2 separate regions of the Zea mays genome follow, and region 1 is linked to region 2. A link is a contact called in public Hi-C data. All regions are on one chromosome and are shown on one strand. The core of a region is the stretch at or near the end of the contact, and the rest is flanking DNA. Distances in the headings are between cores, read along the strand shown.

Evidence for each region. A called contact is a pair of places that touch in the nucleus more often than the background predicts.
Region 1: a contact with region 2 is called in a Hi-C map of bundle sheath, with 2.9 times the contacts expected there. The contact joins the promoter of LOC100037822 here to the promoter of LOC103646471 in region 2. A contact is called at or near these places in 2 of 25 Hi-C or Micro-C datasets (bundle sheath and ear).

The regions. Positions count from the first base shown.
Region 1 is chr2:57,358,163-57,362,459 of Zm-B73-REFERENCE-NAM-5.0, forward strand. It overlaps LOC100037822 (aluminum-induced transporter), which reads left to right and starts at 2,224. Exons shown (of 6, transcript NM_001112522.2): 1 at 2,224-2,652; 2 at 2,931-3,071; 3 at 3,304-3,576; 4 at 3,679-3,791; 5 at 3,943-4,092; 6 at 4,215-4,297. The coding sequence starts at 2,343.
Region 2 is chr2:56,453,027-56,457,602 of Zm-B73-REFERENCE-NAM-5.0, forward strand. LOC103646471 (histone H3.2) reads right to left here and starts at 2,828. Exons shown (of 1, transcript XM_008671203.3): 1 at 2,022-2,828. The coding sequence starts at 2,801. The coding sequence ends at 2,292.

The DNA of each region.
Region 1 (4,297 bases), core at 974-3,473, 900 kb after region 2:
TAGCAGGAGGCGCGCCGGCGCGGCAAGACGGCGAGCAGTTGCGCCCAGGCAGTTGCACAGCGCATGAGGCAGTGTGCGTGCAGGCAGGGGCGCTGGGCATAGGAGGCGGCGTGCCGCGTGCGCACTGCATGCAGAGCGTAAGCTATAGCTTGCTGGGCAGCAGCGACGAAAGACATAAGAAGCCTGCCATATGTGGATCCTCTATGTCTCTATATGTATCGGCCTCTCGTCACCTCAGTCGGCCGTCTTTGGCAGTGGTGACTTGGTGTTGGTGAGCCAATGAACCTCTATTTTCCCATCCTGAGTTGAGTGAGTTCCTACTCAGTATTGTTTAATTGCTTATTTGCACATCAGGACACGTAAAATATATAAAAAAGCAACCCAAACAATTGATGATTGATCATTAAGTCGAAGATATAACATTTTCTGAATTAGTTAACTACTTGTTTAAGTCAATTTTACCTTAAATTGTAATTATTATGTTCAAATGTTGTTTATATGTGCCATTAGTTATGCATTTGCACGGTTTAATTTTTTTTAGCTGATACAAATCTTTTTAGTGTTATATCTGTTGGCCCTACTCTTAGAGAGATCCTGGCTCCGCCACTGCTCAAGGATATAGATGATGCAGGAGTGTTTTGCATTTTTAATATAAATTTAGAATCGGATAGGAAAAAGTCATAGGAAGCAAATCCGAATATAGTGTGACATTAAAACGAATATTCATATGGGATCTTTGGGAGTCTTTTTTAACATCGGGATCCATATATCCCTAGTGCAAATGCATTGAACAAGGCTCATAAATTTGGCGTCCCGGCAGAATAGAAGTGCATGCTTGAACTAATGTTTTAACGAGATTGTTTTTTAGGGCTAGTTTAGAAACTTAAATCCTCTCTAGGAAGTTATCGGAAATCTTAAAGAGGAATTAATAATATATTTGGTTTGATATCAAAGTAGGATGAGACGGGAGGCGACATCGTCCCCTCGATTTTTTAAAAGCACGCTGTCACAAAAAAATTGTTCGGTGTTTACCTCGACCCTGCGTGACTCTCATCCAAACATTATATAAACTGCAGCCGTCCCGTTTTATCACTCCTTATGCATGCAACCAAACACACCCTAAATTTCTAAACCAGCCTTTAATAGGATTATAGTAAATTTCTAAACCAGCCTTTAATAGGATTATAGTATATCAATGTGATAAGCTACATTTGAGGTGTACCTAAAATCAAGCAAAAAGAGGTAGATTGATAAGTCATGTGGCGTCTCGATTGCTAGCCGTAGCCTAGTTGCGTAGTAGCAGGGGGGCGGCATGCATGCGTACAGCAAAAACCATGACCTCACCTTTTTCCTTTCGGCGTGGTTCTTTTTAATAAAAAATGGTGCGCAGAATGGCTTCTAGTACATGCCAGTGCCACAGGTGCTAAAGGAGGTGTTTTTTAAAATCAAAGAAATCCTTTGGGCGCCGCTCATCGCATTTATAATCTATATATATTGAGAAGTCAGAGGGTGGGGATCTGTTTCAGAGACGTCGTACCACTACTCCGTACAGATCATAGATGAGTCATCGATCGTATATAGGTGCAGTCATGCCGTGCGTTTGTGCGGCGGCCGCTGAAAGGCAACAAGACCAAGATGCGTTCTACCTCGTCCGACCGACCAGCAGCTGCAGACATGTGTACACAGGTCAAAAGAGATCGATCTGTGTTGTTCTTCGCCTGCATGCATATGCACAATCTCACCGTACGTACGTGTTGCGGCCTTGCATGCCCTGCCACTGCACAAGGACAAGGACAATCGTCCTCGTCGACAGGAGACGCCACAGACCTGAATCAGAAGACAGGTCGCAGCCAGCTCAAACGACCCGGCATGCGTGCATGCCTAGGCATGGCTGCCTTCGAGTTTGCGCAGTTGGGCACATGAACAGGGCAAGAGCAACCACCCACGCGGCGTGGTGGCGAGAAACAAGCAAGGCAGCAGCAGCAAGCGGAACTGCGACACGAAAGAGAGCTCTAGGCTCTCGCACCGACCGATCGACGTCGTCGCGAGCCAAGATTCCGCACAAAAAGGCCGGCGGCCACGGCACACGCACACGCTTTTGGCTGCCGTGTTGCGGTGCCCCGTTATCCCGAAGCCGCTGCCGGCCGGTTGATCTCCTCCTCCCCTCCGCAGCTCCGCTTATATAAGCCCTCCGTGCCCGCGCCTCAATGGAGACATGCACCACGCACGCGCGGCACCACATCTAGTAGAGCCTGCCTACCGCCCCACTGTCGTCGTCATTAATTCACCAGGCTAGAGCTAGCTAGCTGGCTCTACCGCCGTTCCCCGATCGAGCGTCCGTCATGGAGATTGATGAGATGGAGAGCGGTGTCGTCAATGGAAGCGGCGGCGGCGGGTCGTTCCGGCGGGCGAGGTGCTGGGAGCTGCTGTGCTCGGCGGCGGGCATGCTCTGGGGCAAGGTCGTCGGGTTCGCCCGCAAGCTGGGCAGGATCGCGAGGGACGACCCCCGGCGGGTGGCGCACTCCATCAAGGTCGGCCTGGCGCTCACGCTCGTGTCCGTGCTCTACTACGTCAGGCCGCTCTTCAACAACTGGGGGGTGTCCACCATGTGGGCCGTGCTCACCGTCGTCGTCGTCATGGAGTACACCGTCGGTACGTACGTACGTACGTCGTGGTACGGATCGTTCCGTCGCACGTATATACACACAAGCAGCTAACTAGCCGATCGATCGTGAGCAGGTCGTTGTAGATATATTAGTGTATATATACATGCTGTGTACGTATATACGCACACGTATATAGTAGCTGTGTTGCGTTACAAGCAGCCATTATTCACAGTTTCACACAGTAGAACTGTAGAAACAATAAATATATGGTGACGAGTTCTTGGTGCGCGCGGGGTGTGTTCATGTCATGTATGTGTGTGGCAGGTGGCACGCTGAGCAAAGGCCTGAACAGAGCGTGCGGGACGCTGGCCGCCGGCTTCATCGCCGTCGGGGCTCACAAGGTGGCCTACCTGTGCGGCGACAAGGCCGAGCCCGTGCTGCTCGCCGTCTTCGTCTTCTTGCTCTGTACGTACACGATTAATTTATTAATTTGCGTCGGCCATGCACGTTTATTACCCTCCCGTGCCTGTAGACCATTTTTACCACGCACGTACGCATGTTCGCCATGCGCGAAGCTAAGCAAGAGCGGTTGGCCAGCCGTGCACGTACGTACGTACGGTGGCCGCCGTTGCTTTCTTGACACACGAGTCGTCGACAGTCGTCGTCAGTCGTCACCATGCACTATGTATTATTGCAGCGTCGGCGGCGACGTTCTCGCGGTTCATCCCGGAGGTGAAGGCGCGGTACGACTACGGCGTGACCATCTTCATCCTCACCTTCAGCCTGGTGGCCGTGTCCAGCTACCGCGTCGACGAGCTCATCCGCCTCGCCCACCAGCGCTTCTCCACCATCGTCGTCGGCGTCGGCACATGCCTCTGCACCACCGTCTTCGTCTTCCCGGTCTGGGCCGGGGAGGACCTCCACAGGCTCGCCATCGGAAACCTCAACAAGCTGGCCGAGTTCTTTGAAGGTACCTAGCTACCATGCACTCGATCGAACAAGTTTCATACGTATATACTAGAGTTTAATTTGGGACTAAAAGCTCTCCTTACATGTTTACGTACGTGCGCAGGACTCGAGTCTGAATGCTTCAGAGAGAACGCCACGTTCGAGAATTTGGAAGCAAAACCCTTCCTCCAAGTGTACAAGAGCGTCCTCAATTCCAAGGCCACCGAAGACTCTTTGGTAATTAATAAGCTCACCTCACTTTAATTTGCAAACCATGCACATATGTGTGCAAATTTATGCAGAGCTAGCGCCAAATGAATTATGTACAAAAAGTTATACTACAACAATACGATCCAATAATTAATGGTATGTGTTCCCGAAACCGCAGTGCAATTTTGCCAAGTGGGAGCCCTGCCATGGCAAGTTCAAGTTCCGGCACCCATGGAGCCAGTACCAGAAGCTCGGCGCTCTCTCTCGCCAGTGCGCTTCCTCAATGGAGGCTCTCGCTTCCTACGTCATCACCCTCACAAGAACCGAGGTACGTAACTGCTGCTGCAGGTCCATCCATCTCGTGACCAATGCATTACACACACAGTAGAAACACGCGCGGTGCATGCTCATCACCTGCAGGCTTTCTTTCTCCCTGCCCATTATTCACAGTACCCTGAAGCGCGGCCCGAGCTACGCTCGGAGGTTCGAACAGCGTGCCGCCAGATGAGCCTGCACTCGGCCAAGGCGCTCCG
Region 2 (4,576 bases), core at 1,578-4,077:
AACAATGTCAAACAGTATCGTCTACAGTTTCACATCCCTATTTTACACACTCTACCAAAGACAATCTAAGTTTATTGTGGTTGTGTACTTCGGCTTGCCAAGAGAGAAAGGATAGCTTCGTGATCACAGATGAAGTACGGAATTAACACATTGACGAAACTCACTCTCAAAGGAAACATTTGGATGGAGCTTCAAACTGGCCTATAGATGGCAATGGGTACCCGCAACCCAATACCCAATAGGTATTTACTCCATTAGGGTATGTATATGGACTAAATATTCTACCATTGGTCTTTTATTGGCCAAAAACATTCACTCAATGGGTAAACGTGTATTAGAACATTCCACCCTCACCCATACTCGTTAACTCGTATAAAATACCAAGTATAAACTTGGCTAAAAACATGAATTTGGGCTTCAGTCGTCAATCTTCTTTTGACTATTTAACAACCTTTTGAGCCATAATGCTATGAAAGGCTTCACAACTATTTGGTGAACATGTAATGTGTCATGTGGTATTATCCTAGTACCGCTACTTTATCCAATTATATATGATGATGTTGAATGGATAATCGAATGATGATAGAATTTTGTAATGGTATTTAGATGGATATACTTGATATTTGTATAATGTATTATTTTGATATATGTTTAATTTTTGTAGTACGGGTGATCCGACGGGTGACCCATACCCACACGGGTATAAGTATGGTGGTAAATCTATACCCACTAGTGAATATGGGTGACCCAATGGGGTTATTTTTTATCGTAGATATGGTTATGGAATAGTAATACCTAGTGGGTATTTATCCATTGTCATCTCTATATGAGCCTCAATCAAGTATAGGAAAACGAAGGGATCCAGGAGAGACGTACACAACACGTTTCGTCGAAGAAAAGACAGAAACATCATTTATAGTTTTCATAAGTCTAGATTGGAATCGCGGCATTGATGTAATTTTATGCGAAGATGTACAATGTCTTGCCCATATAAATAGGTGAATGGTTTCCATGCATAAGAGATTTTTTGGCAATTCATGTACTCTCACAACCTTCGAAGCTAGGGTAATCAAGCCAGTTTGGCTTGGCTTGATCGAGCTCAAGCTGGCTCGTTAAAGTAATGAGCTGTGCATATACATATACAACAATATAATCAATTGCTAGTTAATTCTACACTAATTTAACACTACAAAAGAGTAATAATACTCACAATTTTACATGCCACATCAATTCAACGCCAGATCAACATAGTTCATCACTCATCTAACACAAGTGGATGTTTTGTTTTGCTGATAAATGCTAGCTTGTTCAAGCTAACGAGCTAGCTCGTTAACAAATCGAGCTAAGATGCTAGCTCAGTTCGTGATAAAATTAAAACGAGATAAGCCTGAGTCGAGCCACGAGACAAGCGAGTTGACGAGCCACAGGTATTTTATCTTCAAAGCGCTCAACCTTCGAAGTTATCTTTGTTACGTCTTATGCTTGTTCCAAAGGTACTCCTGCAACCTAGTTGAAATGACGATAAAAATGAATGATCATAGGTTAGTTCGCTAAACAATTGTTTGTATATTCTACTCATGCAATTGTTTTCCAATATTTTCACACTTCTCTTGCTTCTTTTTATCCTCTTGCCCCTCTCTCCACTTCATTCAACAGTAGCTGGATTTTTTCCATACCTTGCAATTGTTTGCCTCATCTGGAATTACCTGATCCTGAGACTGGTGGCCTTGGTGCCGTGCGCTATTTGTAGAATGAAGTGGAGAGAGGGGTAGAGAAAAAATGACTTAGATGTAAAAATGGCACATATTCTATTACCAGAAGAGCTAAAGTGCGCTGAATTGTGCTATCCACTGTTGGCACCTTGATTAGTAGAACATCTTTAATTTTAAATGCCCACAGGTGTATACGTTTTTTGTTCTAACTGGAGCAAAAAAATACCCAGAACTGCAGTTCAATACGCTAGCTTTTGTAGAAGTAACACACAGATTAATCAATAGTGCACACAGATTTCATCTTCAGCATTCACATAATGGTATGCCTGAGACCATTGCAAGCAATCAACACGCCATTGAACCATGTAAACAAGTCACATAATGGTATGCCTGCGACCTCCGACTACACTGTGCCCATTAAACAAGTCACCAAAATCTTTGAAGGAACAAGGGCATTCATTAATTTCGGACAAGGGCAGTCGCATTCCATTCAGTGAGGGCAACACATCCACGATAAGCACGACATGAAACGAACCCGCCATCTTCAAATATTACAACGACGAACAGCAGCGCGACAGCTCAAGCCCTCTCGCCCCTGATGCGGCGGGCGAGCTGGATGTCCTTGGGCATGATGGTGACCCTCTTGGCGTGGATGGCGCAGAGGTTGGTGTCCTCGAAGAGCCCCACCAGGTACGCCTCCGCGGCCTCCTGCAGCGCCGCCACCGCCGACGACTGGAACCGCAGGTCCGTCTTGAAGTCCTGCGCGATCTCGCGGACCAGGCGCTGGAAGGGGAGCTTGCGGATGAGCAGCTCAGTGCTCTTCTGGTACTTGCGGATCTCGCGGAGCGCGACGGTGCCGGGGCGGAAGCGGTGCGGCTTCTTCACGCCGCCCGTGGCCGGGGCCGACTTGCGCGCCGCCTTGGTGGCCAGCTGCTTCCGCGGCGCCTTGCCGCCGGTCGACTTGCGCGCCGTCTGCTTCGTGCGGGCCATTCGGAGCGGAGCGTAGAGGAGTGAGCAGTCTACAGACCTGGATCCGTCGGCGGCGGCGGCAAGGGCAGATTGGAGGATTCGCGTGTCTGGATCGGGCATTCCAGGTGGGATATTTGTACTGATCGTGACTCACGGATGGTGGTGGAAGCGCGGGATGCCAAAAATTTTGGGAGGCGCCGGTGGGGAAGGGACGCTGTCCGTTGGATGGATATGGACGGTGCGGATGGCGCTGCTAGTGGTGGTGATCCACGTCTTGGATGATAGTGCGAGGCCATTGGCTGAGGCGGCTTTGGCCAGGATCACTGGCAGCATGTGGGCGTTTTCACTTTCGTGCGACGCCAGCGCGCTTGAGCTCCACCAACGCTGTAGAAACCGGCCGGTGCGGCCCAACGACAGGATGGGCGGGCGGTGTGCCGTGCTCGCTGAGTCGCTGAGAAGGTTTTGCAGGCTGCAAAAGTGGCCCAATCGGAACACATGTGAGTGGTGACCGTACTCTATTGTGTTGGACTGTTGGTGTTGACGGTGAGACCAACCACTAATCCCAAGTAGTGCCGGGAATAAGTGCCAGGCCTTTTGGGCCAGCACCACCCAAAAGTATGAGCATAAAGTACGACCGGCAAGAAATAATATGGGTCAATCTAGCATGTACAAAGTCAGGTCTAGGCTGAGCCTTAAATTCCGGTCCGCCGAGCCTTAGCACAGTCCACAAGGATGGGCTTGGCTTGGGCCTGGACCGGCACGGCCCAATAAAGCACAAGTTGTTTAATTTCTTTAATTTAGTAAGGTACCGACTTTATATTGTCGTGATATTTAGAGTTTATATGGTCGAATAATGCTAAGATTGTTTAATATCTTTAATTTAGTATGCTATGGACTTTATGGGGTTGTGATTGTTAAGAAACCCTAGTAGAGTTATGTGGGCAAATACCGAATTTACCCCTTATGGTTCTCACTTGTCTATAAAAAGAACGTGTACACCTCCTCAGAAGAGATATAGAAAGAGGTCACAGGTCCAAACCTATACCTTCTGTCTTGCGTGTTTCCTCTGTGATGCTTCTAGGAAGGGAAACGAGATCTACAGCTTCTTTGCGCCTAATCTGCTGACGGAAGGAAAGGAGTGGATCTGGCAATCCGTAGTAACATAGTTATCAACAATAATTTTTTTATTTTATGTGGACAAATATATGGGTCGGGCTTGGGCCGGCACGACCCAACAAAGGCACGACGTGGTTTAGGGTCAGGCCACGCCACTGTTTTTACACTTCGAGTTGGCACAGTACAATCAAAAAGTTTTCTGGGCTTTCCTGACCCGAACCCGTTTGGCACAAAACATGATGGGCTTGGGCCGGCCCAGACCGGTCCAATTCCCAGCACTAATTCCAAGGACTAGATTGTCGGTCAATATAGTTCTTCGAATGTTTGTGAAGCCCACGACTGTAGGATCTAGGACACCGGCTAGAGGTGGGGTGAATAGATGGTTTAGCTAAAAACAAAGACAATAGAGAAATTTAATCAAAACGGCAAGAGATATAAATTTCCTAGCTTTGATAGGCTAACAAAATATGATGAACAATTTATGTCAATACTACAAATGATAGACAATACACAAATTACTAACTACTTGCAAGTAATGAGTAAAGAGTGAGAGAATGACACCGAAATTTATCTCGTGGTATCGGTGATTTGCTGATCACCCCTAATCCACGTTGAGGTGGAATTCAAGCTCTCCCTTGCTCATCTATCAAGACATGACTTGATCTTTGAGCCAAATGGACAAGAACTCACTCGATACCTCAACTCCACTAGTGTCGTCTTTGCCGCTCTGGCAAGGTGGGTGCGAACCCCTCACAATCAACACCGTGGATCCTCCACAA